2 separate regions of the Arachis hypogaea genome follow, and region 2 is linked to region 1. The links are chromatin contacts, called in public Hi-C maps. All regions are on one chromosome and are shown on one strand. The core of a region is the stretch at or near the end of the contact, and the rest is flanking DNA. Distances in the headings are between cores, read along the strand shown. Region 1 has its middle 12 kb from the start of LOC112706824. Region 2 holds the start of LOC112706825 (probable CoA ligase CCL7).

Region 1 (7,417 bases), core at 2,123-4,622:
TTCATGTAAGTGAGAGGGACTCGTTATTATCATATCACACCAAAATGAAATCAAATTACTTATTAGAAATATCATCTTTTTCTCTAAGGGTCCCACAAATAATGCCTTAATGGCTAGGGCTCTAGGCTCTTCACTACACTGTACTATTGCATCTCAGTTACTCCCATTTCTATAATTATGTATCTCATCACATCATTTATTCATTATTAGTTTTACATTGGTTTACGAGTTCTGATCAAATATGAAATATATATTCAGAAAAGACTCATAATAAAGTGATAAATAAGTTTTTAAAAAATTATATTTTGAATAAATTAATTTTTAAAAAAATATTAATAAAATCTTTTAGGATAATAAATATTAACAAATTAGTTTAAATTAAGACTTTTTATCTTAATTGTAGTGACTAATTTAAAAGTATCTTCATATTTGCTATTTTAAAAAATTTTATTAATATTTTTTTTAAGGACTAATCTATCCAAAATATAAATTTTTAATAGTTTATTTGTCATTTTATTTTAAATGTGTTATCTTAATAATAATTAAGCTTTTGAGTTAAGATATATTATTTGCCATCTAACTTATATTGCCATTATTATTTATTTATTTGTTAATTTTAATTTCCTGAATTTTGGACCCGTTAATTGCTTTAATCTCCAAATGCAACACAAATGGCAACAGGGAGGACGAGAACATTAAATTTGAAGCATAATAAATTAATAATTGTGACAAGAATTGGACCTTTTATTTGGATAAGTAATCTTTATAATTCTAAATTTCGTTTATAATAACTAACTAAATAGGGTTGGTTCAAATAACAAAGGTTCCAAACATAATTAAAACAAATTAAGAGACAACAACTTTAATTTATATTGGTTATTATTTTTTTATCAATAATTGAATTTTTTATCTTAATAATTTAGTATTTTTAACTGGCACATTTAAATATTGTTAGTTAGTCACTAATAAATAGAGTTAGTAATGAGTATAGTAGAGTAGATTTTCGCAATTTAAATTCTTTCTAAAACTCAACTCTATTCTACTTGAGTGTTAAAAAATTTTCAACCTTAATTCCTATCTGTACCTTTAAATTCTAACACTCTGAAAGAAATAGCATTAAATCTTGAGAATAAGAATGTCTAAAAATTCTTTGACTTTGTTTATACCCTTATGTTATGGCTCTTATGCAGTAAAAGAAAGTGAGGCAGGCTAAGATTCCATTCGAACTAACGTAACAAGTTTCAATATTGTACCATTTTTCACTCTTTTTGGAATCCGGAATCTTTTAAAAAAAGGTTCATCCTTCAATCTCGTGATTAGGTTGACTGGTCGAATTATGAAGTAGAGAAGGAAAGAAGAGGAAAAAAAAGGGAGCTTAAATGGACAACGCCTTCAGCTTCCATTATTCCACTTCTCTATCCGTCAAATTTCCTTTCTACCTAGGTGTAACCTTTGAAGGGGGCTCTCGATATAATATAAAACAACTATGTTATTTATTGTAGGATTCATCCTTTTATTCACCATAGGAGGACTCACTGGAATCATCTCGGTTAATTTTGCATTAGACATTACTCTGCAAGATACTTATATGTTGTAGCACATTTTTATTATGTACTTTTTATGGGAGTTGTTTTTTTCTTTATTTGAGTATTTCACTATTAGGTGGATAAAATTTTTGGTCGGAGATACTTGAAACTTTAGGTAAAATCCATTTTTTGATTACTTTTTTCAAGGTGAATCTGATCCTCTTTTTTATGTATTTCTTAAGAATTTCGGATATGCCACGTCACATTTTAGATTATCCAGATACTTACGCTGGATGGAATGTCCTTAGTAGTTTTGGTTTTTATATATTTGTAGTTAGAATTCGTTGTCCTTCGTGGTCGTAACAATCTCTTCAAGCAGTGGAAATAACATAATAAAGACGAACATTTTTTGGACTGTTGAACAAAATTCAACCACACTGAAATGACTGGTACAAAGTCCACCAACCTCTACACTTAATCCTATTTAATCCTATCTACACAACAAATCAACCTTTTTTTAATCAAATAGAATATTTAATCATTTCGTATTTCATAAACATACCAATAAAATAAAAAATATAAAATTAATTTCATATTAAAATTAAAAATAATAAAATCACAATGAAATATGTGATAAAATTACAAAAGAAAAAAAGATACATGTAGATTCGATTTTCATTAATTTTATTATATATAATAATTTTTAACTAATATATTATATATATTAGGGTGCGAATCAAATAGGGTTAAATATTATCTTATTTGCAGTTCAACTCATTCTGATATTAACTTGATTCGCTAAGGGTCAAATTATTAACCCTATTTAAACGAGTTTGATTATATTAAATACAATAATGTTAGGAACTAAGATGATTCTAGCAAAAAATCAGCCAAATGTCTCTGAGTGAATCCAAAATCTCTACGTGGATGATGTTTATACTAAGTATTAGGATATTTCTTTTCTTTGTAAATTAGATGGTTCTGAATCTGTTTTTTGATTTATCATGTTTTAGACATTTGGAGAGAAAAGGGTGAAGAGACGGAAGTTAATTGAATCAGTTTCTGTGATTCACGTTGCAATGATACTGAACGTATCTCCTCCTAATTTGAATATGCTGAAACATTTAATAACCAATATTTTAAATCATAAATAAATAAAATTAATTACTATATTTATAATTAATTAAGTTATTTCATTTTTGGCTAATTTAGAATTGGTTCTATATACTTTTCCTATTAACTAACTGCGGATAGAGTTATTATTGTCAGTTTTATTGATAAAAAATAATAAGTTGTCTCATATATATATGTGTGTATTTTTTTGGTTTTCTAAATCATGCTCGGTCTATTATATTGTTAGTTAGGAATGAGATAAAATAATAATGAAATTAAAGAAAAGAACATGGGGAATCTGTTTGTTGAAAACTATATTGTGGCATGGTTTTGGTTTTTGGAGGAGTGGAAGGTGAGCATATACGATTTATTTTTTGAATAACGGAGAGTAAAGTTGTACAGAAGAAAACATGGCAGCATGGGCAGTTTGTACTTAAAAGTCATACATCCCCGTGAGCCATATATACTCAAATTAAATGACTCAAGTGGTAGGTTGCACAGAGCAAATGGTCTCAGCTTCACTGATAAATGTGCCCCAATTTTTTTATTTTTTTATTTTTTCCGGCAGTCATCAACAGTGTCCCCAAAATGGAACCGACAACTGGAATTGAATTTTTTTTGCCAATTACATAAATATTTGACATATTTAAAACATTTGTGGTGATATAATATATCACATGGAAACAATTTAGGTAAAGATTTGTCTTAAGAGTACTAAACCCTAGATTTTGAATGTTGTAAGAAGATGAGGAAAAGGGACGTGTCATACGTATAGGAAAGGTGGTAGACAGTGGAGGCACATGCAATGGTCTCCCTAATTTAACTCTATTTCAACCATCGATCTCTCTCTATTTTGTCAAATAAATATCCATGTAGCTACCCTCCAAATTATATCTTATCTTAAAACTGCCATATACCACATGCACCATCTTCCACTATATATATATACAATCACACAAACTACACTTTTATACAGTACTACTTCAATTCAGAGCTACTTTCTTTATCATAATAATCATAATGGCTAAGTTAAGTGCTAGAAGCATGAAGAAGAGTGCTACTAGTAACAGTTTTAGGTTTGTGGTAGAGAAACTAATTCATAAGAGTTTGTTAATGGGGAGCAACAACAAGAAGTCATCATCTTGTAATGATTGTGTGCCTGAGGATGTGAAAGAAGGACATTTTGCAGTGATTGCTGAGGGTGGTGGTGATGATGAAGAAGCTCCAAAGAGGTTGGTGATGCCACTGAGTTGTTTGAGAAACCCAGCATTCTTGAGGCTATTGGAGCAGGCTGAAGAGGAGTATGGCTTTGACCATGAAGGTGCACTCACCATTCCTTGCACCCCTTCTCAACTTCAAAGGATACTACTTCTTGAACAGCAACAAACTACCAACAACAACAACAACCACCTCTTCAACTTCTCAACTAATCACCTCCAATTCATCGTCTCATAATAAATCCCATCCATATATATATAAATATATCAATAATGTTACTATAATATAAAACAACATGTGTACTACTTACTCTCTGTGTTACTAGCTACTACTACTTCAATCTAATTTTGGTTATTATAATATTAACTTAGCTTCTTTAAAATGCATGTTTCTTAGCTTTCTTGCTTGCACCTTTTAATTTGTTATATATATATCAATTTTGACTATTTGCCTTGTGATTCTGAGTCTCCTTTAAAATTTTAACTTGAAAATTAATTGTTACTCATTTTTAAGATCATTTATCATCATCATCATACAATACACATCTTTATTAGCTCATCATCAGTTCATAATGTTTTGCACTCAACAAATTGATATGCATATTTTGAGTTCTATGCATAACTCAGTTTTGTTTTAGTCCTGTGTTTCTTTCAACAATCATGTTTTTTTTTAAATTCAACCATAAATCAGTTATTTATATAGAATATATATTTAAAATATACAAAATAACATACATAAAATCTACACAAACACATAATAATAACCAATTTAGTATTTAATTTATTGTATTTCTTTTAATAAATGTTATTTACCTTTTTACTACACTATCTAATCTAGTCATTATAACTTAGCCGGCTACAAACTATAATTTGAATATTAGGTCAAAACATTAGGATTTTCATGACTTACAAATTACCAACACATAACTCAATCGTTATATCTATAATCCGGTCGTTATACCTCAAATTCGACCGTTATAGTCTGATCTATTCCGTATTACACGATAACTGCCACCTATTACTCAGAGAATAAGTCTTGATCCATTACCTATAATTTGGCAATAAAACCTATACCTCGGCCCAAATTTACCCATTAATCTGTTAGCTATCACTCGACCCAAATTTACTTCTTAATCCATTAGCTATAGCTCGACCTAATTATACCTATAAATCAGAATCCAAGTAAGATAATAAAGGTGACTTATCTTCAATTAGAGAGAATCTCGACTATAATAGAATCATCTGAATATATTCAAAAGCAGTTACCACAAATTAGGCAAATATCTTTAACAGCTCTGTAATACTAGGCTTATTGAGTAAGCACCTATAGCACAACTGAAGGTTGTAGAAGGCTTAGAGAAGGGGGTTAAATCTATTACCTTCTTTTACTTTTAATAACTTAACCCTTTAAAACAAATTTGCTATCTGAATATGTTTGAACTTAGCAACGGAAGATTTATGAGACAATTTCATTTTATCTCATAAATATTAGAAAACAGGACAGAGCAGAGAAGAGAAAAGCTAACACCATCATGTATCCTGGTTCGGTTGCCTTGTGCTATGCAACCTACGTCCAGTTTCCACCACAACAGTGGTGGAATTTCCAGTATAGTTAAAGTATTACATACACCAATTCCACAGGATTGACCCAATCCTTTCACACTCAAGTTCTAACCTAAATTGACTTTGGCTATGTTAATACTTAACTCTTCACTCTTAGTGCTCACCCAACTAAGAAAGGGGTACCTCACTGGTACAAGATACATGACACTGACTTACCTAAAGAAATCTGAAATAACTATAGGCTTTTCTCTCAAGTGTATCACTCGAACTTTTTCCACTCATTGGCTTTTACTTGATATCTCTCCTTATGCCTTTTCACTCAAGAAATTATAAAAAAATAAACATTGAAAAATAAATTACAATCTGTAAAATATGAAGAAGATTGACTCATCAATAGCCTCTTTGCTATGTGATAAACCAGATTTGCATGTCTCTGATTCAGTTCTTCATTTTTGGCGGAAAGCTTCTTTGAAAGAAAGCACTGCCCAAGTAGATGAATTTCTTCAGAGAGCTTTTCTCAGAACAAACACCTCAAGAACATTGGTTATCTCTCCTTACTTCTGAATGATGAAAAATCTTCTTTTATCTCCTTGCATGTTGCTGGGTTGCTCTCCCTAGGTCAACTTCTTGAGCTTTGTACTTCACCAACCCACTATCTCACTTTTTTCCATTAATCCTCAAAATAGAAACTTTGGTTCTGACTTTCTCTTATTGACCGAACACCATAGGAAAGCAGAAACAGATATCTTCAATAGTAAACTCAGATCTTGGCCATTGAGAAGGTACTTGGTCCTTAAGACACACTTGTGACTGTAGATGCACAGCAGTGAAAGCAGACATCATCTTTTTTATGTATCTCAGAATGGATAGGCAGAACGTTGAGGATGAAGAGAAGAAAATATGATGTATGTATAAGAAAATGGGTTACCTTTTAGCTCTGCCTTAGCTTGATGTGGTTTGAAATGGTTGATTAGACTTTCACCTTTCAAACTTAATCTTTCTCTTTCTTTCTTCTTTGGTGAACAGTTTAGGAACTAAGCTTTCTCTTTCTTTCTTTGAGTTCTGACCAAAGCAGGAAGAAGTGTACGTTGCTTTGGAAGCAATGATGAAGGGATTAGCTTGCTAAAATCAAGTCGGGCTTGGGTTAGTTCTACTCAAGTTCAGCCCGTTTACATTCTTTTTCTTATCTTCGGGCTTCTATTGATTTGTGACCCACTAAGATAGATTTGGCTTGATTTGTATTGGGCTGCTGCAATATATATCAAATTTGGCCTGCATTACTAAACCAAAATAATCAAAACTAATTAGTTAATTTGCTCAATAATCTAATGTTTGTCATAATCAATTATATTAGTTAACTCAACAACAACAACTCTAAAAATACAGAATCCTAACTACGTGAAAGGTAGACTATTCACTCTAATAACATATACCTCATCTTATACTTTTTTTACTTCAGCGTTGGAATCTTTTTGCAGGTCTCAACCTCTTCTGATATTTTTCGACAACTAAAGTATAGCTCAACGTTTGTGCTCTTAGGACAAAAAACTCCATATAAATGAAAGAAGTTATACCTCAACACTAAAAAAAGTTATATCTTAACTCAAATTACTGTCCAAAAACACCATCTAATATGTGTTAAATAACAAAAACACTTAATTGTACATTTGAACAGACAAAATGCTTCTTCTTCAGTAATAGGCAGCAACTGCTTCTCAGTGTTGTTAAATCTCTCATTAATCCTTCTCGCATTCTTCTTGCTACTTATCATTCTACATAAACCCTTCTTTAATTTGATTTGGGTTAATTATAAGAAAGAAAGAAAAAATTAATGTAATTTTTGCTGTATATTTATAGAGTAATGTTAAATAATTAATCTTTTTAACTAATATTAACTATTTTTTATAAAAATTATTTTATTTATTTTAAATTTTAAATTATAAGTAATCAATTCTTAAGTTTGCATTCTCAACTATAAATCCTAAATTCTAAAGTTAA
Region 2 (7,417 bases), core at 2,095-4,594, 78 kb after region 1:
ATCTTCTTTTGTTTTCCTTTATAGTGTTTGACACCTTTTACATCTTTCACGAATAAAACCTTTATTCCTGTAAAAACCAAAATAACCATGTAAAATATTTCATTCAAATACGGCATCATCAATCAATAGTCCAATACATATAAGGTGGGACTGGGACTAATCTTTGACCAATAATGGACAAAATTAAAACATGCCCTTAAGTTTTTATTTTGGTGGATCTAGTCCTTACTATATTATGAACAATTAAGAGTACTTTGTTTGCAAACATGTAGTGTCTATTTAGTCCCAATGTATGTATAATTGTGTATATATATAGAAATTATGGTCTTATATTTTGGATCTTGCTTTATCTATAAGCTCTCTTCTGAGAATTTTTCCTGATGCTGTCTTAGGAACAGAATTGATGAATGTAACCCTTTTCAATCGTTTGAAAGGTGCAACCTGCCAACAAAAATAACCAAAAACGTGGGTATCAACAAAAAAAAATGCACAAACACTAATAACAGTTCTAAAAGGACAGTGAACAGGGTTATACAGAAAGGAAGAAAAAAATATCCTGCAATTATCCATTGAGAACCTATGTTTCTTTTTAACTAAGAAAAATGAAAAAATCATATATATGTTTCTTACCTGATCAGCAACAAAGTTGATGATATCTTCTTCAGTGAGTGAACTGTTGGATGATCGAACAACATAGGCAACAGGAACCTCACCAGCCTCAGCATCAGGATAACTATTCAATGCAACAAAAAATGAGTCATGAATGCATTTCTTGTGCAGATAGAATTGAATAGAAGATAGTGCATGCATGTGTTACTTACGGGATGACAACAGCATCAAGTATTTGAGGGTGAGAAACAAGAAGGCCTTCTAGCTCTGCTGGCGCAACCTAATTAAATAAACAGAATATGAATTGGTACACTCGAATGGCACGGCATGGCAGGGTCAATTGAATGAATTAGAATAACAAACCTGAAAACCTTTATACTTGATCAGTTCTTTGATGCGATCAACAACAAAAAGATGCCCCTCTTCATCAAAATATCCAAGATCTCCTGTATGTACCCACCCTTGTTTATCTATGGTCAATTCTGTGGCCCGTGGATTGTTATGATAACCTGAAATATTAGTTCTTTACTCTTGTTATACTTGGATTATAATTTAGAAAAGAATCAAATGACAATTAGATTCTCGAGGATTTTGACATACAATTAATTAGACCTTGAAGGAGAAAAAAAGTACCAATAAGATCTTTCATGATAATAACCACTAACCAGTAGACATGTATGTTCTTTCGTCAATAGATAGTGTGAAACAAAACAAAATTACTAATGTATTTCATTATCTACAGTGGTGCGTGACCATATAAATAGACGATATAGTTTTGGACAATGAAATACTCATTATCTTTTGAGTTTTCATATAACCTTTATCAACTGCTCTTTACGAATCTTATTAAATGAGGTGAAATTTTGTTTCAAAAGTTGTTATGTATAAATATACACGTCACAATAGTTAATGGTACATATAAGTACCACCAATAAGTTTTAGGCGAAGAGTATAAGGTGTCCATCGTTTATTATTGTGGACTTGGATGATCAAATTGATATTATTTTTTTTTTCCTTCAAAAGTTAATTAGTCCGAAGTGGAAATCTTTATGGACCTACTCGTGACCTTACTCTTTAGAAAACGAGTCTAAGTAAAGGAATCATCAACATACGTAACAAGCTGCTAAAACTATTGGTCTGCAAGTCCTGAATTTGAAGTTTTGAGCTATTTTAAATTGAAGCCACAAATTGTATTGTGCTCAAACTTTTAAGTTGACACAAAACCTGTCACTATCTGTATATATGTAACAGGAAATTGTTTAGAGGGGGACATCAGGCAAATAGGCAGTGTATGAACTAGAATTGCAAAGCTAAATAGTGAACAAATATTAGTGAATGAAATAAATTGTTTTTAAGTATTTGACGGCAAGTTGGGTAGAGAAATAGAAGAAGGCCCTAGGCCTAGAGTACCTTGCATCATGTTAGGACCACGAACCCAAATCTCGCCAATCTTTGAAGGTGGTTGTGGCTTCAGCGAGTCCACGCTAACTATTTGAGCTTCCAGTCCCGGAGCTAGCATTCCGGTTGACCCACTATTCCTCGTCCCTCGCGTCGCATTCTCCATGGAAACAATCCCACAAGTCTCCGTCATACCATACCCCTGCATGACGATAGCGCGAGGGAAACGTTTGGAACAGACGTGCATGAGTTCTTTGCCGAGAGGGGCAGCGCCGGAACCGATGTGGCGCAACGACGAGAGGTCAAACTTGTCAACAAGGGCGTGTTTGGCAAGAGCAAGAACGATGGGAGGCACTACCCACAAGTGGGTGACCTTGTACTTTTCGATGCTTCTCAACAACGCATTCAACTCGAATCTCTTCAAGCACACAACCGCGTTCCCACGCTGCAGCTGCGAGTACAGTATCAACGCCAGCCCGAACACGTGGAACATTGGAAGCACGCATAGGAACACGTCGTGCATCTGCCCCGCCATCTCGTCGTCCATGCACGCCATCTTCGCCGCCGCGATGAAGTTCCGGTGTGTCAGAACCACGCCCTTGCTCAACCCCGTTGTTCCCGACGAGTACAGCAGCGCCGCCGTGTCGTTCTGCTTCACGCTGCTCTTCGGGAACTCTGTTTCAGTGCCGGCGAGTTTCACGAAATCGTGGAAGCTCATGATCTTGGGGGCCCGTTGCGATGGTGACACGTGGACGGTGGGATCCGAATCGAGGAAAACTGCGGGGAGATTGAAGGTCTTCACTTTATCCCATTGGTCCGGCACGGTTAAGATGAGTTTGGGGTTGCAGTCTTTGAGTTGTTTGGAGACTTCGGAGGCGGTGTAGGAGGGGTTGACGGTGGAGGCGATGGCGCCGAGGGCGGTGACCGCGAGGAAGCAGACGGGGTAGTAGATGGTGTTTGGGGAGAGGAAGAGAACGACGTCGTTTTTGGATATTCCGAGGCGTTGGAGGGCGTGGGAGGCTCTAACGGCGAGGGAGTTCATCTCCTCGAAGGTGAGGGATTGGGAGGTGTCGGCGTCGAAGAGAGCGGGTTTAGTGGGGAAGGAAGAGACGTTGGAGAAGAGGTGGGTGGCGAGAGAGAGGTTTGGGTTGTTTGGTAGATGGAGTGAAGGTCTGAGTGACCTGTATACTCCATCGGAGCCGAAGCCTGATCTCTGCATTGCGGTTGTGGATTGCAGAGAATAGAGAGAGAGAGAGGATAGGAGGAGGAACAACTGTGTTTTTGGTTTAGGCACTAAAACCAATATGTGGCAGCGCCACACAACCGAACTGGTCAATGAACCGGAAAAATAACCAATTTATTGGTTTAATGATTTAACTGAAATTTTATTGGGTTTAATTGATTTAATTAAATATTAAATAAAATTATTAAAAATTTAATATATAATATTAAATATTTAAATTTAATAATTTTTAATTTATTAAAATTTAAAATTTTACAATTTCACAAAATAAATTATTTGAAAAGTATAAGTAAACAATAAAAATAGTAAATAATGTGAATAATAGATATATCAGTTCAATTTATTAGTTGAGTAGATGGTTATTCTAATATTAAGATTTAGATGGATAATTTAAAAATTTAGGTGGATAATTTAAAAATGTAGTGTATTTTTACTTTATTAGACCAATTTTAAAATTTATTGTTCACATCATTTACAAAACCATTATCTACCTAACAAAATCCATAAATTATACATAATTTATCAATAAAAAATTGTAAATAACTTCAAACATCAAAATTTATAACTAAAATAGATTAAAACACACTTAAATGACAAACAATAATATTTTATCACAATAAAAAAACATCAACAATCAAATTTTCAACTTAACAAAAATACTAATCTCAAAACTAAGAAAATCAACAACAATTTTTTAAAATTAGCAACAATAAAAAAAATCAGCAACAATATCATTAAAGTATCATAATAAAAAAATCAACAACAATTTCCATAATCAGCAACAATTTCCATAATTCTAATTTCTGAATCAAATACACATCAACAACTAAAACTAAATTGAATCCATAGTTGGTAGCCACTCAAGAAGCACCACAAGATTGATGCAACTTGAATTCAACGAATACTGTAATATCTTCATAGATCTTTGAAGTCATTGGGACAAGGTCAACAAATTTGGCATAAATACAAAATGTAAAACCTTTACCTCAAATTGAAATATTGATCATTATGTTCCTCTGATAATTCTACCTTGTCACCATTATCAACTACCAAAGTATCTAAGAGAAAAAAATATTCAATATCAAGTGATAGGGACTTTAAATTACTACAATTAGAGAACTTATAAATTAATTTAAAAAAGAGATGAAATTGAAGAAGCATTAGCCTACTGGAGATATGGTGAGAAATGAACGGTGATGACAGAATGAGCTCGTAGTAACAGTGAGAGACGAAATTATCGGCAAAGACAGAAAAATATATCGGCGAAGACAGTGAGCAGTGGCAGATCTAAGGGGGTCTGAGGTGGTCATGGTCCCCCATTTTTTTAAAAAAAATATTATTATTATTATTATTATTATTATTATTATTATTATTATTATTATATTAACACATTAAAAAAAATTTATATGTTAGTATAAATTATGATGTAAATTATAATATATTAGTAGTAATTAATAAATAAATTTAAAAAATAATAAAAACGTATAAATATATAAATAATTAAAAAATTATTAAAATATATAGGTTTGGATTAATATAAAAAAGTAATAGCTATAAAAAAAATTATTTTGACTTTTTTTGTAACAACCGTAACAACAGTAATAATTAAATAGACTTTTTAAATAATAAAAATTATTAAAATAAGATTTTAAAATAATATAAAGAATGAATTGTTAGTAGATTATATGATTGTATATGTTGAAAAAGAGAATACTTCAAAATTTATTTCAGATGATAAATTAAAAATTTTAGTTATATGAAATATCGTAGAACAAATTTAAAAATATTAAAATTTTAAAATATGTAGTTGAATGTTAATTTTTATATAATATAATTATTAATTTTGACTTATATACTATAAATGATATTTTATTAATTTTTTGTTATATTATATTTTAATTTATTTTGTATTTAATTTGGCCCCGCTCTTTTCGGCCGATTTTGGCAATTTACTAATTAACCATTAATTCGTTCGATTTTTGAATCAATTTTTGCAGACAATTCTTCGTATCAATCGAACCAAACAGATAATCAATTCTTGATTAATTCGGTTGAATCGGTCGATCCGATTCGATTTTCAAAACTTGGTTTTTTTACTTTCATTCTCACAAATATGCTTATGTCATTTATTATTAAAAATTAATTACCTAATCAACGCTTAATAACAGCTTATCAAATATTAATTAAAAACATTACTTTTATTTTTATTTACTTAGTCAGCTTAAAATATGATAAAGAATAGAGCACTTAAAAACTAATTTGCTATTAGAGAAAGCAAATAAAATAATAAACTATGGTTTCTTTTTTTATTTTTAAAATAATGTATATAACTTATTTTAAAAAAAGATTAAAAAGATATGTTTAAGCAGCATTTAAAAATTAGTCCACTTTTAATTTTTAACCAACTCAAACTTGATTTGAGCACTAAGTAATTCTGTGTACATATTTTAAGTCAAATTTTATATTCGATATTGGTTGAATTTTGTGGTTTGTAAGATTATATTCATTGAAAATTTTAAAGAAGTAAGAAAATTTGAAAAGACAAAGCTTAAATTGATTATTGTTGTACCATTCGTTTTTTAAACTATACTTAGTGGCAGTAATGTGATTATACGAGTCAGCACATGAGGGAGAATGGAAAAAAGGGACAAGAACAGTGTGTTGGATTTATTGGCCTTGAGCTAATTTACTTGTATTTTGGATGGCAAGGTTACTCGATGGGAACAAAGCAAATGGCAAAAGGCTCACGCATTAGCATTCCCTCACACTTTTTAGGCCTAAAGTATAGAGTTTAAATAACACTTTTGCACTTTGCCTCCATTCCCACTTATATTCAAACTCGAGGCTCTATTCAATTGCAATCTCTACTGTAGAATCTAATTTGTTAGAAGAATTAAAGAAGGTTGTTTGTTCTAGTTATACTCGGTATATACTAGACTACTAGTATTTAATTATGAAAGTTTGATGTTGATATGTTTTTTTCAAATAAAAAACTCATTAAGGACGGTATGCTTAGAGTATTAGCGTCGGATTTCAAATAAAGTAAGACAGTTACATTAGTTGACTTATTAAATTATTTTTTTTCATTGTCATTGAAAATTTTTTTTTTAAGGGTATCTTTTTAGTGTTGATTGACTTGTTAATATAGTCCTGGAAAAAAAATTAAAAGATTCTAATCTGGATGACATAAATATATAGTTCCCTGTGTCACATGTTTATTTATTTTTTGGTATTAGTATGACATATTCGTTACTCAACTATACTACATCAAAATCATTTTTGTTTCGTTCTTTTTTTTGGTTATTTACGTAGCCTAAGTCCAAGAGAAAGGAGTTACAAAGTTATAGTTTCACGGGACACAGACATCTCATTTTGATCATCAACAAGAAGTGATCCTAACTCAACAGGGGAAATGTTCAAGAATAAAAAATATGTGTCTAATTTTAAGCTGTCCTTTGCTAGCCAGTTGGCACATTTGTTTCTTTTCCTGAGACTGAGTATGTTGAATTTTAATTTTCCAAGACCTATTTTTGAGGTTGAGAATGTCTCGAATGAGAGTATTGTGATATCTTCCTTTTTCTTCAGCCCTGTTAATACAATCATAAAATTCTTTCGAGTCCGTTTCAATTATTCTTTGCATACCGAGATCCCATGCCATTTCCATTCCTTTGAGTATTTTCCAAATTTCAACATGGGTGATGCTGCCTTGCTCTTCTATTCTGGCTTCAAATCCTCCAATCCATTCTCCCTTATGATTTCTAATCAAACCCCCACATCCAGCAGTACGATCCTCCTCCTTCCTTGCTCCATCTACATTAAGCTTTACCCATCCTAATTTTGGCGGCTTCCATCTTACCAGCATAGTATGCCATCTTTCATTAGATACCACATTTTTTTTTGTCAAAAGCTTTTTTATTTCTTTTGATCGCCTCTTTTATAACCTTGACGGTATTTGGTGGTCTGGTGAAATGTGGATTAAAAACTTCCTTGTTTCTCCAATATCAAATCCACCAACATGTAGTAATAAACTCCTCTCGCCATTCTGTTTGAGATCCTCTTCCCATGTTATTCCTCAGATTTAAGTTGATCCAGTCTTGGAACTCCATAGAGAAGAATATGGGAATCGCACTAGGTAGAATTAGTTGAAACCAGATCCAAGCGGTTATT

What was found. A called contact is a pair of places that touch in the nucleus more often than the background predicts.
Region 2: a contact with region 1 is called in a Hi-C map of leaf, with 2.3 times the contacts expected there. The contact joins the promoter of LOC112706825 here to the enhancer-like site in region 1. A contact is called at or near these places in 2 of 8 Hi-C or Micro-C datasets (both in leaf).

What each region holds. Positions count from the first base shown.
Region 1 is chr8:29,286,994-29,294,410 of arahy.Tifrunner.gnm2.J5K5, forward strand. No RefSeq gene overlaps it. Among protein-coding and RNA genes, the nearest start is that of LOC112706824, 12 kb to the right of the region's middle. Within about 2 kb of position 3,373, at least 2 of the 3 cell types and tissues checked have open chromatin away from gene starts, as enhancers often do.
Region 2 is chr8:29,365,102-29,372,518 of arahy.Tifrunner.gnm2.J5K5, forward strand. LOC112706825 (probable CoA ligase CCL7) reads right to left here and starts at 3,345. Exons shown (of 5, transcript XM_025758332.2): 1 at 2,020-3,345; 2 at 973-1,118; 3 at 822-889; 4 at 631-733; 5 at 83-441. The coding sequence starts at 3,226. The coding sequence ends at 328.